2 separate regions of the Mus musculus genome follow, and region 1 is linked to region 2. Evidence: chromatin contacts called from public HiChIP or PLAC-seq data. All regions are on one chromosome and are shown on one strand. The core of a region is the stretch at or near the end of the contact, and the rest is flanking DNA. Distances in the headings are between cores, read along the strand shown. Region 1 has its middle 26 kb from the start of B4galnt3. Region 2 overlaps B4galnt3 (beta-1,4-N-acetyl-galactosaminyl transferase 3).

The links. HiChIP or PLAC-seq counts read pairs in DNA pulled down with a chosen protein or histone mark.
Region 1: an H3K27ac HiChIP or PLAC-seq map of extraembryonic endoderm stem cells shows a contact between it and region 2, with 6 times the contacts expected there. The contact joins two enhancer-like sites. A contact is called at or near these places in 7 of 15 datasets of contacts at CTCF or cohesin (the G1E-ER4 cell line, the NIH/3T3 cell line, embryonic stem cells and 3 more), 104 of 484 Hi-C or Micro-C datasets (the 63-12 cell line, the AtT-20 cell line, B cells and 69 more), 12 of 115 datasets of contacts at active chromatin or transcription factors (the 230-238 cell line, bone marrow-derived dendritic cells, embryonic stem cells and 6 more) and 1 of 9 other capture datasets (liver).

The regions. Positions count from the first base shown.
Region 1 is chr6:120,317,454-120,323,698 of GRCm38.p6, reverse strand. No RefSeq gene overlaps it. Among named protein-coding and RNA genes, the nearest start is that of B4galnt3, 26 kb to the right of the region's middle. Within about 2 kb of position 4,383, at least 24 of the 459 cell types and tissues checked have an H3K27ac peak or open chromatin away from gene starts, as enhancers often do. A contact at or near this core is called in extraembryonic endoderm stem cells, where this site is marked.
Region 2 is chr6:120,221,062-120,227,576 of GRCm38.p6, reverse strand. B4galnt3 (beta-1,4-N-acetyl-galactosaminyl transferase 3) reads left to right here. Exons shown (of 20, transcript NM_198884.2): 4 at 2,389-2,484; 5 at 2,942-3,032; 6 at 3,401-3,501; 7 at 3,909-3,976; 8 at 5,226-5,304; 9 at 5,447-5,513. Among named protein-coding and RNA genes, the nearest start is that of B4galnt3, 71 kb to the left of the region's middle. Within about 2 kb of position 1,621, at least 16 of the 459 cell types and tissues checked have an H3K27ac peak or open chromatin away from gene starts, as enhancers often do. A contact at or near this core is called in extraembryonic endoderm stem cells, where this site is marked.

The DNA.
Region 1 (6,245 bases), core at 3,134-5,633, 93 kb before region 2:
CTCATATCTGTAACCCCAGCACTCAAGTAGCAAAAACAGAATGATCACAAGTTAGAGGCCACTCTAGTCTGTGTAACAGGTTCCAGGCCAGCCAGGGCTACCAATGGCAAGACGGCTCCAGAAGCCATATGGAAGGAAAGAACTAACTCCACAAGTGACCACACACAGTGTGGCATCACCCACCCCTAACCCCCAAATACACAAGCAATAAAAAATAAAGTTTAAATAACAACAACAACAAAAATAAGCCACCAAAATATCACACTCTCAGGCATGGTGGGCCAAAGCTGCTAAGGACTAACCTGAGGAGAGATGAAAACCTCACATCAGAAGTGCAACAGACACTAAACATTGGAAAGGGAACTTTGAACCCTTTCCACAATAGCTGCAGCGATAGCCGACAGCAGCAGGAAGAGCTAGGAAACCCTCAGACACCAGACACCATTCCAGAGATGTGTGCTGTGACAGTTGAGCAGCCTGAGACCCTCTATGAGTCACACTCACAGAAAACGACATGTAAAATAAAAACGCTTTATGCTGCACCCTGAGGAATAGCACACTCCAAAACCTCCATCCAGTCTGCACAGCGTTCAGGAAGCTGCCAACCTGCAGAACTCTCACCCAGGCCGCAAGAGCGTGCAGGGCATTTGCAGAGCTTCGTGGGACAGAGCCCTGAGGGGCTAGCAGAGGCTTGAACAGATCTGTGGTCCCTCCTGTGTAGCACTGTCTACAGACTGGACAGCATGGGCCATGTAACCAAAGGAAGACAGCGCCACCCAGCAGCAGGGAAGACGTGAGAAGCCAGTCAGTTTTTTGTTTTTTGCTTTTTAAAATTGGATGTTTTTCTTTATTTACATTTCAAATGTTATCCCCTTTCCCAATTTCCCCTCCAGAAACCTCTTATCCCATCCCCGCCCCCTGCTTCTATGAGGGTCCCCACCCACCCAACCACCCACTCACTCACTCCCACCTCCCTACCCTGGCATTCCCCTTCACAGAATCAAGGGCCTCTCCTCCAATTGATGCCCAACAAGGCCATCCTCTGCTACATATGTGGCTGGAGCCATGGGTCCCTCCATGTGTACTCCTTGGTTGGTGATTTAGTCCCTGGAAGCTCTGGCGGGTCTGGTTGGTTAATATTGTTGTTGTTCTTGGGGAGTTACAAACCACTTCAGCTCCTTCAGTCCTTTCTCTAACTCCTCCATTGGGGTCCCCTTGCTCAGTCTAATGGTTGGCTTCGAGCATCCACCTCTGTACTTGTCAGGCTCTGGCAGAGGCTCTCAGGAGACAGCTGTATCAGGCACTTCTTGGCATCAGCAATAGTGTCTGGGTTTGGTGCCTGTATATGGGATGGATCCCCAGGGGGACAGTCTCTGGATGGCCTTTCCTTCAGTCTCCACGCCTCACTTTGACTCCATATTTCCTGCCACGAGTATTTTGCTTTCTGTATTTCCACCCACCTCTCTCCCTCTTTTGACTACTACCCAACGCAATTTTAGCAGGCTGGCTTGGACTTTTGCTTTGTTTTGTTGTTGTTTTCGAGACAGGGTTTCTCTGTGTAGCCCTGGCTGTCCTGGAACTCACTCTGTAGACCAGGAACTCAGACATCCGCCTGTGTGATGGGACGCTTTACCTGCCGCTTCAGGCTACCTTAAGCAAGATTCCCTCAATCCTCCCCCAGCTTTTTTTTTTTGTGTCCCTAAAGTTCCCCACTTCTACTTATACTTCCCTCTTCTACTTCCAAAGATCCCAACTCTGATTACTAGTCTTACTTTGTTTCTTCTGTTTCTTTTCTCTTTCCATCCACACCCGCTATCCTGGTTAAGTTTGTTTGTTTGTTTGTAAGATTACTCAAGGGATTGATGTAGTGGTGCATGCCATTAATCCAACACTCCAGAGAAACAGGTGGCTGAGTTTGAGGCTAGCCTGGTCAACATTATGAGTTCTAGGCCAGCCAAGGATACATAGTGAGATCCTATTTCTTTCTTTGTGTGTCTGTGGTTGTGTGAGTTTTATGTGCATGTGTGTATGTATGGAACTGTAGAGGCCAGAAGAGGATGTCAGATCCCTTGGAACTGGAGTTACAGGCATTTGTGAGCTGTGTGACATGGGTCCTGGGATCTGAACTCTGGTCCTCCTGGTTGAGCAGCAAGTGTTCTTAACAGCTGACTTATCTCTACAGTCCCTGTCTTGGTTAGCTTTAACGGTTGACCTGTCACAGCCCAGAGCAGTGGTTCTCAGCCTTCCCAATCTGCATCCTTTTAATAAAGTTCCTCATGTTGAGGTGACCCCCAATGATAAAATGACTCCGTTGCTACTTCATAACTGTAAGTTTGGTACTTTTATGAATTGTAATGTAAATGTATCCTGATATGCAGGATAGCCGATATGCGACCCCGTGTAGGGGTTTCAATCTACAGGTATAGAACCACTAGACTAGATTCTTTTGAGAGGAGAGTTACAAATGAAGAATTGGCTAGGTCATATTGACTTTTGGCCATGGCTGGTGGCGTAGGGGTGGGGGTTGTGTAGACTGTTAGCTGATGTGGGCAGACCCAGCCCACTGTGGGTGGTACCATCCTAAGTTGGTCCTAAACTATATAAAAAAGTTAGTCCACCTATGAACCTGCAAGCCATCTCTTTTTTTGTTTTTGTTTTTCGAGACAGGTTTTCTCTGTATAGCCCTGGCTGTCCTGGAACTCACTTTGTAGACCAGGCTGGCCTCGAACTCAGAAATCTGCCTGCCTCTGCCTCCCTCGTGCTGGGATTAAAGGCATGCGCCACCATGCCCTGCTGCAAGCCATCTCTTGCGTGGTTCTGGCCACACTTCTTTGACTGTTGAATGAATTCCTTGGCTGGAAATAATGCTATATACAATATGGAATAGCAAGTAGGCCTGCCTTCAAGTTCCTACCTTGATTTCCCTCAGTGAAGAACCTGGAGTGTTACCTGGAGTTGTACCCTAAAATAAATCTTTTGTCTGCTAGGTTGCTTTTGTTAGTGTTGTATCATAGCAGCAGCAGAAAGGAACTGAGAATCCCCAGGAGAACTGATTAGTGTGTTCAGTGCTATGGCTGTCTCTGCTCCTTGCAAGCATTAGTGCCTAAAGGACTCTTGCTGCGCTAACTCTCTATTTCCATAGTAGCTCCACCCTCAATAGTGATTCATTCTATTGGCAGGGGAGGGCTGAGGATCCACAGAGCTGTTGTCAGGAAACCAGTCTATCAGGGGAAAACAGCACTTCAACCCTGCTTTAACATATCCATTCCTGAACATTACAAACACTAACTCTGAAAGGAGATGATCTCGAGTCAGCCAGAAGATTAACTCTTTTTTATTGGATATTTTCTTTATTTACATTTCAAATGTTACTCACTTTCCCCGTTCTCCCTCACCCCAAAACCCCCTATTCCATCCTCCCTCCCCCTGCTTCTATAAGGGTGTTCCTCCACCCACTACCCTCTTCCACCTCACCACCCTTGATTCCCCTACACTGAGGCATCTATTGAGCCTTCATAGGACCAAGGACAAAAATGAACTCTTGATGTTTAAGTCCCTACACAGAAACACGAGTAACATGAAAATCCAGGATGTTCCTCTCTAAAATCTACCAACCCCAGAGTAATGGCCCCCAGTGAGAATGACTGATAGGGAAATTCCAGACAAAGAATTCAGAAGAATGATTATAAATACATTCAAAGAAGCTGAGCAGTGGTGGCACACGCCTTTAGTCCCAGCACTTGGGAGGCAGAGGCAGGTGGATTGATTTCTATGGGTTCAAGGCCAGCCTGAGCCACAGAACTCTGGGTCAGAGAAATCTTGTCTCTGTGTGTGTGTGTGTGTGTGTGTGTGTGTGTGTGTGTGTGTGTAGAAAGAGAGAGAGAGAGTGTGTGTGTAGAAAGAGAGAGAGAGAATATATATATGAATATATATATGTATACACACACATACACACACACACATATATATACATATATATGTGTTTGTGTGTATATATATATATATATGTATATATACTAAGAAATGAGAGTATAAATAAACTTGAATGAATTCCAAAATATTTTAGAAAATACAAACCTCTAAACAAAATGAATCAATGTAGGAATGTACAAATGCGATTAAATAGAGAACTAGACACACTGAACAAAACCCATACTGTACGAATGCTGGAAATCGACACTGAGTAAGCAGTGTCAGGGGGCTCAGCAGGTAGAAGGACTTGCTGTGGAAAGCTGACAACCTGAGTTCAGTCTCTAGAGCCCATTCCTGAGGGTTGTCCTCTGACTCCACGTGTGTTTTGTGGCATGTGCCCGTCCCCATCATACGCACACAGCAATGATAAATAGGGCAAGTGAGATGACGCAGTCGGGTGCCTGCTGCCAAGCACGACGGCCGGAACTTATCTTGGGAGCTACATGGTAAATAAAGGAGAGGACTGACTCCTGCAAGCCACCCTACCCAAATAAAAGCCCATTTCTCAGCATGAAATAAAAGTCAGAACACAGAAAATATATATTTTAGGGTTTTTTTTTTTTAAATATTTTTGTTTTTCAAGACAGGGCTTCTTTGTGTGTCCCTGGCTATCGTGAAACATCCACCTGCCTCTGCCTCCTGAGTGTTGGGATTAAAGGCATGTACCACCATGGCCTGGCTGCATTTCAGGTTTGTTAGGACGATAATTGCCCACCCATATTAGTATTGTAAGGGAGGATTCAGCGAAACCCCTGCACTGGGCCATGCAACGCCCAGATAGAAAAGTTTATCGGGGGAGCAAACTGCCAATCTGTCTCCAAGAATAGAGGACAGCAGCTTAGCAGGAAGGCAGGCAGATTTTATATGGTAGAGGGTGTGGGTCCTTGAGCTGACGCAGGCTGTTAGGATTAATTAAGGTAGTTGGGCCTAGATAAAGGAGGTAGTGGTTTTCCTGGCAAACAGAAACCTTCCTTGCAAGATTCGTGAGGAATGCTGAGTTTAGGCTTCTGTTTACCCAATACGATCCTTCTGTTTACCCGGTCAGAGTCCTTCTGTTTAGGACATTGTCACCAGCACTGCCACCTTAGGGGCCTGGTTTAAACTTAATAAGTCTACCCAGGAAAACTAGCTGTTGTAGTTGATGGAAAAAGAGCATCCTATAATAAAAGCAGAGTAAGGGATTGATGGCCACTAAACCAGATCTGTAGTGGATACTGAAAGGGTTGGCCTGAAGTAAATGATTAACACAACTAAGAGGCTTTAGATAATACAATGATTATTGCCCGAGCTTTTGTCCCTGCCGGCAAGAACACACTCAGGACAACCGGAATCTTCTGTGGCAAAAGCTTTATTGCTTACTTCTCAGGAAGACCCCGAACCCAGAAAATGGCGCTGCTTATATAGCCTGCAGTGTGACGTTTCAGCACCTGATGTGGCGTGACAGCTCCTGATTCGTTGCTCGCCCATCATCCCATTACTACGCCCCAAGATGGGCAGTGACGAGGCCTGAGTCCACTCTTGCACCTGCGTACAAGGCTTGTTTACTAGTTAGGCACAGCGGAGGCCAGCGCCATCTTATAATGGCGATTGCTCGCAGCACGCACGGCTCTCCACAGCGATTGCTCGAGGTACAGCTCTCCACAAATGATAGCTAAACAAATATGAATTTGGGAAACACCAAACACTACCAAATTATAGTAAGCAATATACACCTTCCAATAATACTTCTGAATACTAATGATTTCCAATCACAGGACACCAACCAGATGTAAAGCAGAACCTGTTCTTTTGCTGCTTCCAAGAGGCACAAACACATTTCACCATGAAAGGCAGACACCGTCTCACACTAAGAGGCTGGAAAAGGTGTTTCAAGCAAATCAAACTAGGAAATAAGCAGCATTCCCTAATCTACTAGCTGACAAACCAAACCCCCAAAACTCTAAAGCAGCCGGGTGGTGGTGGCGCGTGCCTTTAATCCCAGCACTCAGGAGGCAGAGGCAGGCAGATTTCTGAGTTCGAGGCCAGCCTGGTCTACAAAGTGAATTCCAGGACAGCCAGGGCTACACAAAGAAACCCTGTCTCGAAAAAAAGAAAAAGAAAAAGAAAAAGAAAAAATCTATCAAAAGGACGTTACAATTCTAAACATATGTGCACAAAATATACAGTCATCAGAAAAACAAAACAAATTGGAATAAACCTAACCAAGGAAATAAAAGATCTTTTGTTTTGAGTTGAGATTTTTTTCTTCCAGTTCCCACTGATAAGATACCCAT
Region 2 (6,515 bases), core at 372-2,871:
GTACTAAGAATGCAGTGGTGGAATGGCTTGCTCTAGATTCAGCTTCTATAAGCATTTGTTCATTCTCAGACATAACTCAGATGTGCTGGGACACATGGGAAGGAACTGTTAGCTCTTCCCAGGGAAGGCACAGAGGGCCTTAGATGTATTTGAGAAAACTTTTGAGGACTAAAAAGGAGCCTAACGAGGAAACCGCATTTGTACAAGCGTGGAAAGCTGAGGGTTGGGTGGTTCGGGGGCAAAGACTGGGAGTGGGAAGTCAGTAGGGCAAGGAGGGTGTGTGCGGTGGGGGCTGGGAAGGCAGGTCAGTCATAAAGATCACAGTGAGATGATCTTTATGACGATGTGACTAAAGTCTGAAGTCACCTGAAGTTTTTAGCTGCAGAGTGACCTGCTTCATCAGATCAGTCCAGTTGCTCAGGACAGTCCTGGGGGGCAGTAAGAACACCCAGGGCAGGGGAGACGCCACCATCTGCCTCCTCCTGCTGCTGACCTGGAAAGCCCAGTAAGTCCCAGCAGAGGTGGAGTAGACCTTCCCTTCCCTGAATACCCCTTCTGCACTCACCTTCTCCATGGAGTAATTGCTGTGTGTTCTCAGGGAGTCACTTCCTGAGCCCCGATATCCTCCCTTCTAAATGAGACAAGCTGACAAGTACTTTCTCCCGTACGGCCAGCTGTAAGTTCCAAACCATCACAAGCTTGGAGGAGGGGCTGGAGAGATGGCTCAGTGGTTAAGCGCACTGACTGCTCTTCCAGAGGTCCTGAGTTCAAATCCCAGCAACCACATGGTGTCTCACAACCATCTGTAATGGGATCTGATGCTCTTTTCTGGTGTGTATGAAGACAGCCACAGTGTACTTATATATAATAAATAAAACTAGGAGGAAGCCCACCCCTTCCCTGGCCTTCTGTCTATGTCAGGCAAAGGAGAAGGGCCACCTCGGAGGCTGAGGTTCCAGAGTGCCACATCTTTGTTAGTATAGAGTCCCTAAAATGGAACAACACAAAACACAAATTCTGATGTAGTTGTCAGTCTGGGTCTGAGGAAGAAGACAGTGTCCAAGGATCCCCAAGACACCCCCACAGTCGGAGGTTACCCACAAAAGTTTGAGGCTCAGCCAAATACTGGGTAGAGCCTACCTCAAAGAAAAGGCTATTTCTCTCTTCCACTCTCCTTCCCTGCTTCCCTGAGGGCTTCCTATAGCACCTCAGGCTCTCTTGGCTGAGCTGGATTGCTTGCGGAGGAGCTGGGAGAAATTGGTATCTCCCTGCCCTCAGGCCAAAGCTGCTTTCTGGGCAAAAACCCCTTCTCGTGCCAAGTGCCAAGTCTGACATCGTAGCTCCAGGCTTCACACAGCTGACGGCTCTGCTCTGGTGGCCGTGCTCCCCTCAAGTCAGAGAACCAGAGCTCTCTGACCTGGAGGTCTCCTGGGGAGGGGACAGAAGCAGACCACTTGGAGAAGACAACTGAATCCTTTAAGCTGGACTTGAGGAATTTCCCCAGAAGCAGCATAAAGTCCCCATTCTTTTCCTTCCTTGGAGCCTCTAACCGCCTCCCACCTACCAACCCACAGACTTCCTCACCCACCCCAGCCCCCTCCCTACATTCCTGTGAGTGGTGGCTACTTCCCAAGGTCCCAGGTCAGAGAGTGACAAGCTAGCCTCTGCCAGTCAGTGAGGAGCCTGTGAGCTGCAGGAGGCCCTGAGGGGGCCCCCAGATACCACCATGGATTTCCTCAGATGCTTCCCCCAGCCAGAGTATGGAGACCACTGGGTAGGTGAGGTCATGACAGGCAGAAGGCTGCAGAGCCTTCCTCTCCTGAGAAACAGGGCAGGCATGATAGGCAAGCCCTTGGCTAGAACCTGACCAAGCTCCTCCCAGCTCCTTCTGTCACTTGCATCGTTTTGCCACGGCTATTAAGCCCCTTGCCTGCACGTGTGTGCATGTGTGCGTGTGTGTGCGTGTGTGTGAGTGTGTGTGTGTGTGTGTAACCTCAGAGTCAGGCCATAGGGCTGATGTTAGCTTTTCATCAGGACAAGCATTCCTGAGATAACCAACTCATGAACAAGAAAACATTGTGTAGGCTCAAGGGTTCAGAGGGTTAATCCTAGGCCTGCTTGGCCCAGTTCCTTTGACTTGTGGCAGCTTAGTGCATCCTGGTGGCAGAGGACTGACTGGCGAGTCATGAAAGATAGGAAGCAGTGAGGATCCCAGTAATCCCTTCAGGGGCACCGCCCTATAACCTAACCTTCTCCTATTAGGTCCTCACCTCCTAAAGCTTCCACATCTTCCAGTACCACCACGGACTGGGAGCCAAGCCTTCCATAGAGTATTCGAGAATCACTGTGTCCACTTCTCACTCACTGCCCCCTCTCTGCCCCACACAGTTCCGGGGCCACGCCAACCTACATGTGTTTGAAGACTGGTGTGGCAGCTCCATCCAACAGCTGAGGAACAACCTGCACTTCCCACTCTACCCCCACGTGAGTACCTGTGGGGATGTTTGTACATGGTGCCTGGACCACCCTCTGTGTCTCCTGCATCTCATGCACTCCACCTGCCTCCTTCCCTGCTTCTTCTCAGTCCATCACAGTCGGTCTTACTCCCTCGATCTCTTGGGCCTTCTCTTCCTCTGTCCAGAAGATCTTTTTTGTCTTCTCCTTCCCCGAGACTCTTGCCACCTGCCGCTGGGCAGCATTTCATTCAGTTCAGGCTCTCTTGATGTTTATCCAAGGGCAACATGTGCATCGTACACGGCCAGCTGGACCGAGAAGCGAGTAGGATCTCATAAGCACACCTATCTTGTACTCCACCCACCATACCACACCCCTAGTCTCCCATCGGCTGCCCCCCTCTTCTCCTCCCCACCAGCCTTGAGTAGACCGAGTTCTTCAACTCTTCTTCCTGATTCTGAGTGACAGTTCATCTTTCTTGACGTAGATCCGCACAACTCTGAGGAAGCTGGCTGTGTCCCCCAAGTGGACCAACTATGGCCTCCGCATATTTGGCTATCTGCACCCTTTCACCGATGGTGAGGGAGTCCCGAAGCCCCACTCCTCTTCCTGCTTCCACCTTCCTGGGGCAGGAGGGTCCTAGAAACATAACCCTGAGCCCTTGTTACTCCATCACGGAGGGAGGGGAAACTAAGGCATAGTGAAATCTCATCCAGTATCCTCAGGCAACTGCCCCACCCCCAAAGCCTGGAACTGGCTGGTCTACATAATTCTTCTCCATCTTCATATTGCTCCCCCAGAATGTAGAGTCCCCTCCCCCATGCAAAAATGGCGGGTAGGGCAAGTCACTGTGAGTGAAGAAAATCAATGTGCAGGTGTAACAGAGGCGTTCAGCCTCCGTGCCAAGGCCCTCTTTGATTCACCCAGACACTCTGCTGTTGCCCAGGGAAAATCCAGTTTGCCATCGCTGCTGATGACAATGCTGAGTTCTGGCTGAGTCGTGATGACCAGGTCTCAGGCCTTCAGCTGCTGGCCAGCGTGGGCAAGGTAGGACCAGCTCAGCCCTTGACCTCTCATTGGCCCTTGGAGGCGGGTACTGATGTGGTATGAGGGTCTTGGGAGCCTCCTTGACCATTAATGTCATTGACATGAAGAAGGGACAGAAGCCACACATGGTGCCCCTCAGCTCTGTCCTACACTGAAAAGGGCATGGGAGATGTGGACAGAATGGGGACCCAGCTATATACATTTTTCAGGTTCCATTGTCCCCGAGCCCATGCTAAGGATTCATGCTGGGTTGGTTGCCTATGGGAAGGCTCCCTTCCATTATTGGGGGCAGAAGTGTGTTGGCCGGCAATCCTTTTTAACTCTGTCTTCCCTCCTTTGCTATTCCCCTCTTCCCCCATCTTCTCTCTTTTCCTCTCCTTCCTTCTCCCTTCTCTCCCCACTTCTAGACAGGAAAGGAATGGACAGCCCCTGGAGAGTTTGGGAAATTTCAGAGTCAAATTTCCAAGCCAGTGAGGTAAGTAGGGTGGGTTACCACCCACACTCTTGTGAGCCCCTCCAGTGCCAGGCGTGTCAGCATGAGAGATCCAGGAGGCCCCTTGCCATCTTCACCAGCTCACTGCTCAGGGTTAGTATGAGTGAGAATCCACACCGTTTGTCTAAGCAGAAGCCATCGGCCCTGCCTTTCCTCATTTTATAAATGGTTTTTAGACTCTTTTTCTCACGAGTGCATTTTGCCTACATGTATGTACAAGGGTGTGCCGTGTGTAGGCCTGGTGTCCTCAGAGGACAGAAGGCTTATTGGATCCTCTGAAACTGGTCTTACAGATGGTTGTAAGCTGCTACATGGGTGCTGAGAACCAAACCCTGGTTCTCAGCAAGAGCAGTACTCACTCATAACTTCTAAGCTGTCTCTCCAGCTCATCCCCCACCCCCACCCTCATTTCAGAGGAGGCGATTGAGACCCAGAGCTTTGTGGCTGGATGGAAGGCCACACAGATAGTGACACTCAAGGCTAGAAAACAGGTCTCTTTTTTTTCTTCCTATTTTCTTTAGACCTAGAAATGCTCGCACTCATAAAGACTGCCTAGTGCTTGCTCTGGGGCTTCAGAGAGGGAGTCCCTACAGGGAACTGGAAGCCTGACCTTGAAGTGATCCTAGGAAATCTGACCTCTTCCAGCCTACAGCCACTGGAATGGCATTAAGAGCTAGCCTATGAACTTAGCTCAACTTCAGCACGCCACCTGGTGGCTTGCACATTCACAGGCGAGACCATATCCCAGCTTCAAGGGACAGGGAGAGAGAGAGAGAGAGCCCTTGGTACTTGGTGTGCCCGAGTTATTGTGAGTGCTCTGAGCTCTCTCAGTGCTTTGCATGGACCCTAAAGGCTACCTGGTCCAAATTACAACTGCGTTGCTCACTACCTGGGCGACTTTGGGCAAATTACCAAAGATCACCGTGTCTTTAAGCCGAAGACTGTCAGGAAAAGAATCATGTATGGTCCCGGTAGCAGAGACTACTCACTATGGCTTTAATCATGGGTGCCATGTCACTGGGTCTCCCAGTGAACTTCTGAACTATTTATATTTGGCTCTTTCAAAAGGAAAGACAAGGTTAGTTGTCAGGAGTAGGTGGGGGATAGTTAAATAGCAAGCACCTGGTAGGAGAAAGGGGCACGGGGGAGGGGGGCGCTTGTGGGTGGGAAAGGTGGATGATGGAGGTGGCTAGCTGAGGAAAAGCCTCCGTTTCCTGTCTTTGTCCGCCAGTTTATCAGCCTCCCTCAGGTACTACTTTGAGGTCCTGCACAAGCAAAATGATGAAGGCACTGACCACGTGGAGGTCGCGGTGAGTGCCTTTATCCCTCTTGACAACCCATCCCCCCCCCCCCACGTTCACGTACCTTTCCCAGCATTCCCTTGCCCATATCTTTTGAACACTGTCCCAAGCCCAGCGTCCTCCAACCTCTGTGCCTTTCCTCTAATTCTAGTGGAGACGGAATGACCCTGGAGCCAAGTTCACCATCATTGACTCCCCCTTCTTATCTCTCTTTACAAGTAAGTAGGCTCTGCCTGCCTGGGAGCCCAGGGGCTCCATTAGGGAGAGTGTGGCCCATGGTAAGGTCAGAGGGGTGGGAATAAAGTTCAGATATGTAGAGGACGGGTATGACAGAGTTCCAAGGAAGGATGAGAGCCTGAGAGACCTTACAGTTAGGGAGACTTTACTCTCCTGGGTAGAGGTCTGTTTAATGGTGGTGGTGGTGTGTGCCTTTAATCCCAGCACTTAGGAGGCAGAGGCAGACAGATCTTTGTGAGTTCGAGGCCAGCCTGGTCTACAGATGGAGTTCTAGGATAGCTAGGTGCTACACAGAGAAACCCTGTCTCAAAAAACAAAGACAACGTACTAAACATAGATGTGGTCTCAGGTTGGTTTGTTTGTTTGTTTAAGGGGGAAGGCAAGCAGTCAACTCCCTAGGGGTCTTGATGGAGCAGAATTTCTTAAATCTCTCCCAACAGTTATCCCTGTTAGCCTGAGAAATCTACACATGATTCCAGGTATATGGGTCCAAAATAGGTAGACACACCAAACATTCATTGATAACAGATCATAAGGACATTCATTTTACAGTGATGCTTTTGATATACCAATTATTAAAGGTGAAAGCAAATTTGTCTGTGGATGAAATATATATATTTTATTTTTACATGGTTAAATCTTGGTGCTGAAAAGATGTCTTAAACTCCAGTTTCAAAGGATTTGATTCCTTCTTCTGCTCTCCATGGGCACATAGATTTGGGTAAAACACTCATACACAGAAAATAAAATTTAACAATATAAACCTTTTTTTTAAAAAAGAGCACTAAGTGTTCTTCCAGCAGCTCTGAGTTCAGTTCCAGGCCCACACATCAGCTCACAGTTAATCTGTCTTATCCCAGAGATCTGATGGCCTCTTCTGACCTTCACAGGCACCAGCACATAAGGCGTATACTCACACAGACAGACATACAAACATAAATATTAGGCCAGGTGGTGGTGGTGCATGCCTTTAATCTCTGCAC